Linked DNA regions of Mus musculus: all the other regions are linked to region 1. The links are chromatin contacts, called in public promoter capture Hi-C maps. All regions are on one chromosome and are shown on one strand. Each heading gives the region's core, a stretch centred on a gene start, on an enhancer-like site or on the middle of the called end of the contact. The rest is flanking DNA. Distances are from core to core; before and after follow the strand shown.

The links. Promoter capture Hi-C pulls out the DNA fragments that hold promoters and counts their contacts.
Region 2: a promoter capture Hi-C map of liver shows a contact between it and region 1, with 2.1 times the contacts expected there. The contact joins the enhancer-like site here to the promoter of Samd4 in region 1. A contact is called at or near these places in 5 of 39 promoter capture datasets (the 3T3-L1 cell line, hippocampal neurons and liver), 1 of 484 Hi-C or Micro-C datasets (muscle stem cells), 2 of 115 datasets of contacts at active chromatin or transcription factors (neural tube and pancreatic cancer cells) and 1 of 9 other capture datasets (adipose tissue).
Region 3: a contact with region 1 is called in a promoter capture Hi-C map of pre-B cells, with 4 times the contacts expected there. The contact joins the promoter of Dlgap5 here to the promoter of Samd4 in region 1. A contact is called at or near these places in 5 of 39 promoter capture datasets (the 3T3-L1 cell line, cranial neural crest, liver and 2 more), 1 of 484 Hi-C or Micro-C datasets (embryonic stem cells), 2 of 115 datasets of contacts at active chromatin or transcription factors (large pre-B cells and pancreatic cancer cells) and 1 of 9 other capture datasets (adipose tissue).

The regions. Positions count from the first base shown.
Region 1 is chr14:46,881,130-46,884,733 of GRCm38.p6, forward strand. Samd4 (sterile alpha motif domain containing 4) reads left to right here and starts at 1,836. Exons shown (of 13, transcript NM_001037221.2): 1 at 1,836-2,039; 2 at 3,270-3,604. Gm34934 (a long non-coding RNA gene) reads right to left here and starts at 1,670. Exons shown (of 2, transcript XR_383407.3): 1 at 611-1,670; 2 at 1-42.
Region 2 is chr14:45,991,097-45,994,700 of GRCm38.p6, forward strand. No RefSeq gene overlaps it. Among named protein-coding and RNA genes, the nearest start is that of Gm34499, 230 kb to the right of the region's middle. Within about 2 kb of position 1,720, at least 18 of the 459 cell types and tissues checked have an H3K27ac peak or open chromatin away from gene starts, as enhancers often do. A contact at or near this core is called in adipose tissue, liver and muscle stem cells, where this site is marked.
Region 3 is chr14:47,416,431-47,420,034 of GRCm38.p6, forward strand. Dlgap5 (DLG associated protein 5) reads right to left here and starts at 1,977. Exons shown (of 19, transcript NM_144553.2): 1 at 1,679-1,977; 2 at 1-141. The coding sequence starts at 140. It also overlaps the pseudogene Gm8353.

The DNA.
Region 1 (3,604 bases), core at 586-3,085:
CAACTTTACTCCCGTCTGCCTGGGCCCTCTGCCTTACTAGCCCTGTTTTAAGTAGCAGAAGACAATAATTACGTTATTGGTGTATCTTTGGTTTTCTTTATCAATAACAACAACAGTCCATTGGGGTACGTCTAAAAACCTTGGCTGAGTTAGCACCGCGTGGTCCCATCTCTCAGTGTCTTCCCCATTTCCTGGCAGAAGTACTACCAAGGAATAGCTGGGGGTTGGGGGGGGGCGGGGACTCTATAAAGCTGTCCTGCTTCTTTGATAATAATAATTTAAAAAAAAATCAAAAGTCAAACACTGACTCCGGGACTAGTGTTTCCTAAATAGAGCAAACTATTCATCAAGTTATGCGGATACCTCCCCTAGGTGGTTAATAATGAACTTTAAAAACTTCACACACTCGGTTGTGATGGAAACATTGGCAAAACATTGTGCCTCCCCACAAGCCCTTTCACTACCCTAAGAGATGGGAGGTGTTGTCACACTGACAGGACCTACACGAGACAGACATGAAATCCGAGGAGCAGGGTAGAAGAAAGGATTGGAAATCCAGATGCTAGTGTGGGAGCTGAAAGGTGGAGGAATAAGGCCTTGGACACTTTACCTTTAAAACTGTGCTAGCTAGAGCAGGGCAGACCCACGTTTGCTTTTCCAGCTCTCGTTTATAAATGCTCCCAAGTCTCTGGAAAACAAATTCGAAGGCTCGGTGTTTCTTCTGAAACAGGCTGGATTTTGGCCAGTCCCTTTGTGACCGTTCGCATTAGAAGATGCAGAAATGTCTAGGCTTTAGGGTATTTTTAGTCAACCCTTCTTTTGGGTAATTGACCCATGCAAGCATTTTATAGTAGGCGACCTAGAGCTTCCAGCGACAAATCCCGGCCCAGCCTCTGGCCCCGCCCTCTGCAGGCACAGGTGAAAGCCGCGTCCCCCAAACTCCGTGGTGCTGACAGGTGGTCTCGCCACGCCTCCCCGTCGCCCAGGGCGCCTGGGGCCACAGCTCCAGGCCACAAGCCACAGCCGCGCGCCAAGCATAGCTTGAGATCAGGCTCCCGAAGTCCGCCTCCTCCTCTCGGGAAAGCGAGGCCTGAGGCGGGTATGGAGGACTGCAAAAATAAAGGGCATCCAGCGCCGGACTTGGGCTGAGGGTGATCGACCAGGCTCTGCTTGCTTCTCCTAGACAAGGGCCTCGTGGAGCACCGCGGCCAGACACATCTAGCCCTGCGCGTTGTGCCCTTCGCCGCCCTCTGCTACTTCATGCGTCCCAGACCCCAGGAATCCGTCCAAGCCCCCAGAGACAGTGACTCCGGGTGTTTACGGTCTACACCAGTCAGTCACCCACGGGACCAGTCAGCCACCCACAGGTCCCAGGCCAAAGGGTCACTGGACCTGGGGAGCCACATTCCCAAGGGCGAGCGGCGGGTGGCAGCACCGTTCTCGCTCCAGTCCAGCTCCGTTGGGATTCACTCCTGTCCCAGCTCCGGAGGCTCCGGTGCCCTGGCCGTTGTAGAACACGCGGGTGGCAGCCGAGAGGAATTCACCCGGACCCCTCCCCTTCCCCAAACTTCTGTGTTTCTCTACGCAGATCTTCCAATCTGCGCTCTTCCGCTCCTCCCACTTGGCTCCCTCCTCCTCTATGGCCCGGGCTTAGGAATCCGTCCCTCCCCCCAACCCGCCGCCCGCCGGGCCCGGGGATCCTCCCCCCCTCCCCCGACTCCCCCGCGTGCCGCCGCCGCCGCCCGGGTTCCTCTCCCCCCGCTCGGGCGCTCCCTGCCAAGCCCATGATGTAATGGTGTATGTTAATCAGTAGCATGTGGGGAGCTCCGGGCGGCTCAGTCCTTCGCGAGCCGACACTGGAGGCAGCAGTGGCGGCAGCGATAGCGCCCCGAACCCGCAGCGCTGCCCTCTCCGCGCGCCGCCAGCCCCGACGGCATGGCCCGCAGCCCGCGCTCCGAGCGCCCCCAACCCCACTGATTGCTGCTACGGCCCCGGACCCGCGCGCAGGGCCCCGAGCCGCAGGGATGAGCTGCGTGGAGGTGAGCGTCCCTTCTGCTGTCCCGGGCGAGGCACCCAGTGGTTCCTCCGACCCTTTCCCGGGGGCTTCGCTCTTCTACCCAGAAGTTCTGGGTGTCAGATGCTGGAAGCGAGCGGCCCCCAGAGGGTCCGGCGCTTAGTCTCTGCTCGCCTCGCCACGGGAGCTGAGATGGGACGATAGAGCCCCTAAACCTAACTTTTCTTCTTTGAGGTCCTTGGGGGGCGTGTGCGGAAGGGAGGAATCTGCATTTCCCTCGGGGTCCGCCCTGCCGCCTGGGAAAGCCGTGATACGGGCTCCCGCGGTCCCTGCGTAAGGCGTGCGCCCCCAACCGCATCGCCTTGGGCCTGGGACCGGAGGGCGAGGACACTCCGGCCCGCAGGCGGCGGCGGGGACCGGGGGCAGGATGCCTAAATCACACGCGCGCGCACACACATCTGATGGTCGTGGGTCAAGCAGGCCCAGGGAAACCTCCCGGGTGGGCTGGCGCGGCGCTGGGGAGTGAGGGCTCTGACTGAGCCGCGCCGAGCTTTGGATAGGGAGAGTTTATTTTTGTCTCGAGCTGTCGCTGCGGCTGCTCACGGCCTAAATCCAGAGGGGAGCCTGGCGGCGGAGATGCTGGCTGTTGCTGTAGATGGAGCTGCAGCCGTACGGCTGCTTCTCCGGGAGGAGGAGGAGGAGGGAGGAGGGAGGGAAGGAATAGGAGGGAAGGAATAGGAGGAGGAGGGAGGAGGAGGAGGAGGGGGAGGAGGAGGAGGAGGAGGAGGAGGAGGAGGAGGAGGAGGAGGAGGAGGAGGAGGAGGCTGGAACCCTGGTTGCCTCTGACACCGCCTCTGCTTTGCATTAGCCCCCACCCCACCCCCGCGCCCCTTCACAGCCGCATTGCAAGTTTTCAGCGCGGGGAGGATCTGTTGCTGGTGCTGGCGTTCGCAGACACAGCCCCAGAGGCCACTCCGGGTGGGGTGTGCAGGGAGCACTTGCGGGTCACAGCCGCAGCAACAGGAAGCCGCGGGGTCTCCTCCCGCACCTGGGAAGGAAGTGTGCAATAGCTCAGCTCGCGCATCCGAGTGTGGAGAGGCCGGCTGGAATTTAGGGGACTTCCCTTCGCGGGACACCCCTTCCCCCAGCCTTGGCTTCCACACACCCCCTACCGAGCTCCCTCTCACTCCCGGATCCCCCTAGACGCTCCAGTCCGCGTGCCGAGGTCTCACTGCAGCTTTTTCTGTCCTTTCAGTAGTGATTGCCGCTTGGGAATGCGGGTGTGAAGGGTCCGAGCTGCCGCCCAGCGGGGAGGAGACCCCAGGACGCCGGAAATCACCATCCTGAAGCTACGAGAAAAGGGGAAGGAGCGATCTTCATTCAGTTTTGTGCCTTGCGAGGGATTTACATTTTTAATCGCTATTTTTTTTTTTTAAAATATCTCCGCGCTACTGTCTGTCATCGTCTCTGGAGAATCAACCAGAACCACCAGAACGTAACTGAACCGATAGAGAGAGGAGAGCAAGGCAGGAGCAGAGTCAGTACCTGCAGCGCCCGGGCACCGGAGACCTTGGAACCAGAACGTGTCTC
Region 2 (3,604 bases), core at 470-2,969, 890 kb before region 1:
ACAGGGAAGGAAGAGCCTTTGAAGTCACACGAGTCTAACCATCAAGGGTGGCTTCAAACTCAGACTTTCTGTTTCCAGTTGAAGCCTGACTGAAGAACTCTCACCCAGCAACGGCTCATTTTGAACATTTTAGGAACACGGTGCATTTCTTCTTTATAACAGTCTCTCTCACGTCGAAGTCCTCATAATTGTCCTTTCACAGACTAGAAAGCCGGGGATTAGATATGTTCACTTCACCCAGACTACCCAGTGGTAGACTAACACTGGGATCCAGAACTTTCTTACTCAAATCCCCAGTTCTCATACACATCCAGGAAAGGTAAGTTTTCTCTTCCCTTGTGGAATGTGAAGGTAACTGTACCTTCTTCCACTTTAAGACCACAAGTGAATAAATTGCTGTCATTATTTCATTATAGTTTTAGCTTTGGGTTTGTTTACTATTGCTGTCATTGTTGTTGTTTTGTTTTGTTTTCCCAGATTATCGGGGAGGTGGGGTGGAAACCTTAAGTGTCTCAATCAAAGCCAGGCCAGGTTCCTTTTCTTCACAATGCATTTCTGCTAGACTTTAGAAGCCAAAGTTTGTCTGACCAGCTGCTTCTGATCCGGTTTCCACAAGTCTCGATGGAGCGAAACAGGCAGCAATTTACTGTAAATGTGTTTGGGATTGGCTGAAAGCTAGGAAGCACTAAAGGATTCGCCTTTATTTGGCAACCACAGAAGTGTCCTCTAACCTTCAAACCCTGGATGGAGGGAGACCGACAAAGCATTCCTTGCTGGCTCCTGCTTTGAACACACTGGACTCTTGAAGGAATTTTGGGCAGAACAGCTTCTAGAAGGTCCTTTCACCTGCTTCTCAAGCTACATTGAGAACCCCCCCTATCCCAGTCCCAGTTCTCCAACCAAAGCCCAAGTCTACAGACTTCATCTATTTCTCCACGGCAGGAATTGGAGAACAGCAAGATTTTTGAGAACTGCCACGTCCTGCCCTCAGGCGGACACCCTGACCTTGTGAAGTTCAAGTGAGGAGTCTGCTCGAGGGGGAGGTCTTTCACTGACAAGCAAGCTGAGGGCCTGAGACTGAGTGCCCGAGGGCTTGCATCCAGGACTGGTTACATAAGAGAACTTCCAAGAGAGGACAGAACATAGTTTTCAACAAATAAATAAGGCAAAAAGGCTGCACTCACCAGTGCCACAGCTGGGAAGCAACTGTGAGCAATGAATTTCTCATGCTAACAAATCCAAACTCTTCGGAAAACAGATGATGAACCCAGGGCCTGGCACTGGGACTCCTGGCAGAAGCTGCAAAGCTTCAGAGATGGAAGGGTATCTAGAGACGACGAGTTCACAAACACAGCTGAGGGCCAGCAACCTGCTTTCCTGCCCTGCCTGGCCTGGCCTGCCTGGGTGGGTCCCGTCCGTACAGGGTTTCTCCAGGAGGACCGCAGACGAAACACACCTTCATCTGCAGCCCACACACTCGAGAGAGAGAAATAATTAAACAGTTTTTCTTAACCTTCTGACCTCTTCATTTATTATCGCCATCCATTATGTGTACCTTCTCGAATCACAGAATCCCCAAACTGAGCTCTGGGGTCAAGGGTTTATTGTTTAATGGAGATAGAACATTTTGTAAATTGCACGGAGTCACAATGTTTATAATAGACGCTTCTGGTGTACTGAACCTCCCCATTTAACAAACAGTGAGCCTTGACATGTGTTCTTCCTACAGAGCAAAAATCCGGGGTAAGTGCAGTATTGGCATGAATGTGTTACCAAATCCTTCCTGTAAACCCAGTGACATCTGCAGTCAAATAAAAACATTCCTTTCCCCAAATACCAGGAAATGCTGAGAGGATCACTCATCTTCTAAGGTCATGCTTAAATGAAGTTCTGGCTTTGAGAACACACAGCGAGGATGAAGAGGGCCAAGAATTCTGTCCAGTACACATCGGCTGCTACAAGCCTTTGGGGACAACCTCTTGTTTCAACTATGAGCCCGTGTATGGAGAAGCTTTTCCTCGAGTTTAACCTTTGAATGAAAAATGTCAATATTTTAAGAAATGTCCCCACATTAAAAAAAAAATCCCTGTTGTCTTTAAAACAAAACAAAACAAAACAAAACAGAATTTGTCCTTTCAAGTCAGAAATGGATTTGCTTGAAATAAAGCAAACATCCACAAAAAGGTACCCCACCAAAATTACTCATGTATAAAATCCCTACAATTGAGCAAATATCAATATTTTTTAGTAAAGAAACTTCCTCAAAGGTTGGGAAAGTTGTGAAGAATCCTAAGAAGGACTGTGTTAGTCTAACAACTTAACCCTTTGTGTCAGAGAGAAAAAAGAACCGTCCATGTGCGTATTCTGTTCTTTGGGGAACTTTGTTTCGTGATGGTTACGTGCTACCATATGCAATAAAAATGTGACTGATGCAAACATTACAAAGAGTGACTTGCCATGAATTATTTGCATAACTTCTATCTCACAATTAAATAATTGGTTCATGGTCCAGGTTGTACTTAAAACTCTCAAAGGGGGGAAAAAAAAAGAAAGAAAGAAAAGAAAAGAAAGAAACCCACAGTTTTTACATTTTACATGTTTACTGCCTCGGGAAGATTTTCCAAAACAACCCTTAACCATAGTCATTCAGGCTTTTCTCACCTTCCTGAGTTTGAAAGAATCTTGTAGTAGTTAATGCTAGTTTAACACACTCCCTGGGTTGCTTTGATTGCAGCAAGTCGGGCCATATTTGATTAGCCAGCAGGTGTCACTGTGGGTTTGGGTGGCAACCCGACTGACCACAAAAAGAATGATGAGGAAGACAGGGAAAGAAATGAAATGTGAAAAGCAGGTTCTGAGAGGAAAAGCACAAGGCACTTATAAAATCTGTGGCCCCTCTCTTCAGCCTATCAAGAATTCTGTACCACTCTCATGCTGAGAGCCCCAGAAACATAATTCACATACATAAAGGAAGTGGATGCCTTCCATTACTGAAGTCAGCTTCAGTGTATATAAAATAGTGACAGAAATGAGTAAAGCTGAGAGATGAATTCTTGTAGCCTTTGCTTAATCGCTCAAGTCTTAGCTATGTATTTCATCTTTTTAAACCATAGAGATCATTGCTTTATCTCAGAAATGGTGACTGTCTTCCAGCTTTTTGGTAGGTTATAGACGCATGGCCCCGAATGAGGTCTTGGCTATCCCTAACCTCAGTGGGAAAATAAATTCCAGTGCTTCATTCACTGAAGGGGCATCTTGGGCCCTTCTTCCATCTTTATAGGATCTGGGTTACTCATTTGCAACAAAGCCAGCCTATCCATGCCATCCTCCTGAGTACATGGAATTTCTTCATAAATAAAATTTCAATTGGTAAAATTAACACATATTTCTTAAGAATGGTTGGCCATAAAACCTCCCTGAGCTGAGAGGAATTCACAGCTGGCCTAATTTGAACAACAGGCTGTAAATTTTATTTCTATTTTGGGTTGATAGATGAAAGCAGTTGTCTATGTTTGTGATACAGAAAGCAGGCAATTTGTTAAGGAAGATACAAGCTTGATTTCCCTGAATAAGGCTTAACACAGAGGCAAAACGTTTTACTGAT
Region 3 (3,604 bases), core at 727-3,226, 540 kb after region 1:
AAACCGAAGTGTCTGTTTCGCTCATACACCCTGTGTCTGTTCTCCTTCTGAGACAGAGACTTTCTATGAGCCAAGTTGGTTCTAACCATCTCAGTGCTCGAGTCTTTCCGAAACCGACTGGCAAAACGTGACACCAGCATCCTGCCAAAGAGGAGAAACAGACACCAACATAAATGGATTTTCATTTTATTATTTAAAAAAAGTAAAATAAAATCTCAGGTCAGGCTGTGGCAGGCAGAAGGCTCAAGCGAGCAAATCATGTGAGCTTTGCATAGCCTGGGCTAAAGAGTAAAACATTCTCTCAAAGAGATAAATTAGTAAACTAATAAAAATGATCAAGACTTCAATCTATCTCCTACACCACTCTGCACTTCCTTGAAATGAAAATATTAAAACTCACAATGGAAAAAATATGAGTAGATATGAAAGTAGAAAAGTCATCACAGATGAGATACCACGGCCTATTTGGGGGTTATGAGTAGGAAGTAAGTAAGGTCTGAAACCCACCTAGACCCTTCATCGCAGCATCACCCTACTGTGATGAACACACTCCTGTGACTTTAACACCTGGCTAAAGCTGGCCTGATAAATACTGTGCAACCACAGTCGGAAAACCAAAACAAGAGGGCCTGCTCATGGTCAGTCGGTCTCAGCTCCAAAGGAGGCTGGTGGGAGCTATGTGAAACCTTGTTTTAATCCTCTCCCCACCAAAAGAAAAAAAGGAAAAGAGAGAAAGTGTCAAACACAACTACTAGAGAAAGAGTTTAAGCAAAACTTGTTAACACGGTTGTCTTAGACAGGGTGTCAATTGCTGCAACAAAACACCATGACCTAAAAGCAAGTTGGGGAGGAAAGGGCTTATTCAGCTCACACTTCCACTTTGCTATTCATCATCAAAGGAAGTCAGGACTGGAACTCAAGCAAGGCTGGAACCTGGAGGCAGGAGCTGGTGCTGAGGCCACAGAGTGACCCTTCTTACTGGCTTGCTTCACTTTCTTACAGAACCAAGGATTGCAGCCCAGGGATGGCTGCCACCCACAAGATGCTGGGCCCTTCCCCATTAATCATTAACTGAGAAAATGCCTTACAGCTGGACCTCATGTCGTCATTTCCTCAACTGAGGTCCTTCTTCTCTAATGGCTTGTGTCATGGTGATGGTCAAGTGGACCTCTCAGGTCAGCTCCCCTGCCTGTGCACTCATCTTAAGATTCTCCGTCTAATACTTACAGCAGGTTAGAGAGAAATGACAGCGTCTTCAGGAAAAGCAGAATCCACTGACACTTGTGGGCTATTTTGGGAGGTTACTAGCATACAGGTCGGGTAGAGTCTCATCTCTAATACGCTGTCAATGCTTTAGGATAATCTACATTTTTCATGCCAATTTTTTCCAAAGGTTTTTTTTCTTGTTGTTTATGTGTATGTCTATTTCTGTGTTGGGGTGGATGCATACTGGTGTCCAGTAGAGGGTGTCGGACCTCTTGACGCTGGAGCTACAAGGAGTTTGTGACCTGCCCTACGTGGGATGCTGGGAAGCTAACTCTGCAAACAAGTGCTCCTTCCTAACTGTTGAGCCATCTCACCTAGGCCATTTTTAAATTTTTTCGGGACAGTCTCGTCCCAGGCCATTCTCGAGCTGGTATGCAGCCACGGAGGACCTTGAACTCTTGATCCCACTTACCTGAAGCAGTTTCTGGATCCACAACAATGTCGCAACACAGAAAACTCCACCGATCCGCAGAAGGAACTCCCGGACCGACCCTTCACGGAACTGAAATTTCCCGCTGCCAGCCGCTGATTGGAGGGACTTTTGCCAACACTTCCGGAAGCTCCCGCCCCTTCCCCTCGAACGAGGCTTGCGATAGGTTGGTTCTGTGCGACATTTAAATTGTTTGGAAGGCAAAGGGTTGGGAGCGGGAGGGCGAGGGGGAGGAGGGAGGCGGTAAACCCGCTAGGCGTGGCAGCGACACACTATAAACTCAGTGGGGCGGGCCGCACTTGTTGGCTCTTCAGGCCGGTTTTCTTCTTTCCTTTTAAACGTGTTTGTTTGTTTGTTTGTTTGTTTTGGTTTTTAAGACAAGGTCTCACTATGTCTGGGAACTCACTATGTAGACAAGGCTGGCCTCGAACTCACCGAGATGCTCCTGCCTGTCACTGAGTGCTGCTGGGATTACGGGCTGAGCATCCACGCTAAAAAAAGGCAAAGGTTTTAAGTTAAACGAGATCATTTATTCCATTTCTCCTTCTTTTCTAAGGCAAAATTAACGTCTGCCTTAGAAATCAACTGAGATTTCTAACAGACACATAAACGAAGGCACACATCCCATGAGATATCAAGAAAACAAAAACGCCTGGGCCAGGACAGCTGTGCTGACCATGTGTTTGTAGACTGATCGGTATCCAGTAGACACCGGGAAGATAAATTAGGAAAGAGTTTGTAAGTTTGGCTTTTGCTTTTTCCCTGCCAACATCTTGGGAAAGAGGACCAGCTGCCTGCAGCTCTATAGCAGCACTGAGACCTCTGGGACATACAAAGAGAAAGATGAAGATAGGTAACTGACATAATATTCATGGTTATGTTAGATCTGATGGGGGAAAGAAACACCAATTTCGCGAGTGGCTGATTAAAGCAAGCTATATCTGATTAAAGCAAACTGGCCAGCCAGCTGCGGTCTCCCAAAGTGGAGATTTCAGAGAGCAGCCCCTCACTGGCTTTTGAGGTTCTTTTTATGGGAATGGGTCAGGGTTGCTAAAAAAAAAAAAAAAAAAAAAAAAAAAAGAGCCGTTGGAGATAACTGACTCTTAGTGCCTTTAGCATCTGGGCCAGCGGGAGAGTGAGCCACTCGGGGTTCAAGGCTACCTATGGGGTAGATAAATGCAAGAACACAGCATGTGGAAGGGGAGTCATCACAGGTGTTCAGGAACTTAACAAGGCAAAGGGGTGGGCGTACATCATGGGGTCACAAGTTCAGCATAGGTTGAAAAACATGGTTTGCAGGAAACAAACCTGTTCTTGTAAGGTGTTAAAAGACACCTTAAGACGTAGTAACAGTGTGTGACAATGTGGTTCCTGTTTGGGTTTCACTGTTGTTTTAAAATAGCTGAGACTGGGGGCTGGAGAGTTGCTTGGCAGTTGAGAGCACTTTCTTGCCCTGGCAGAAAACCCAGGCACCCACGTGGTGGCTCACAACTCTCTGTAACTCCAGTTCTAAAAGATCCATCACATTCTGACCTCTGTGGGCAAAACACTCATAGGCAGAAAACAAAATAAATCTTAACCCACCACCACCACCCAGGGACCCAAAACTGAGTCTCTATTGGCCTCGGCTACTTGAGGGGAGTGAATCGGGAGGAGTGGGTGGCACCGATCCCGGGCGGCGGCCGTGCTTCACAGGTTTGTAGGTGATGGAGAACTCGCCCAGGTAGTGGCCTATCATCTCTGGTTTGAGCTCCACCTAGTTGAAGGTCTTGCCATTGTACACGCCCACCATGCTGCCCACCATTTTGGGCAGGATGATCATGTCCCCTCAGGTTTGTCTTCACCACCTCGGGCTTCTCCATAGGTGGCGCCTCCTTCTTGGCCTTTCTCAAGGGCTTGAGCAGTTAG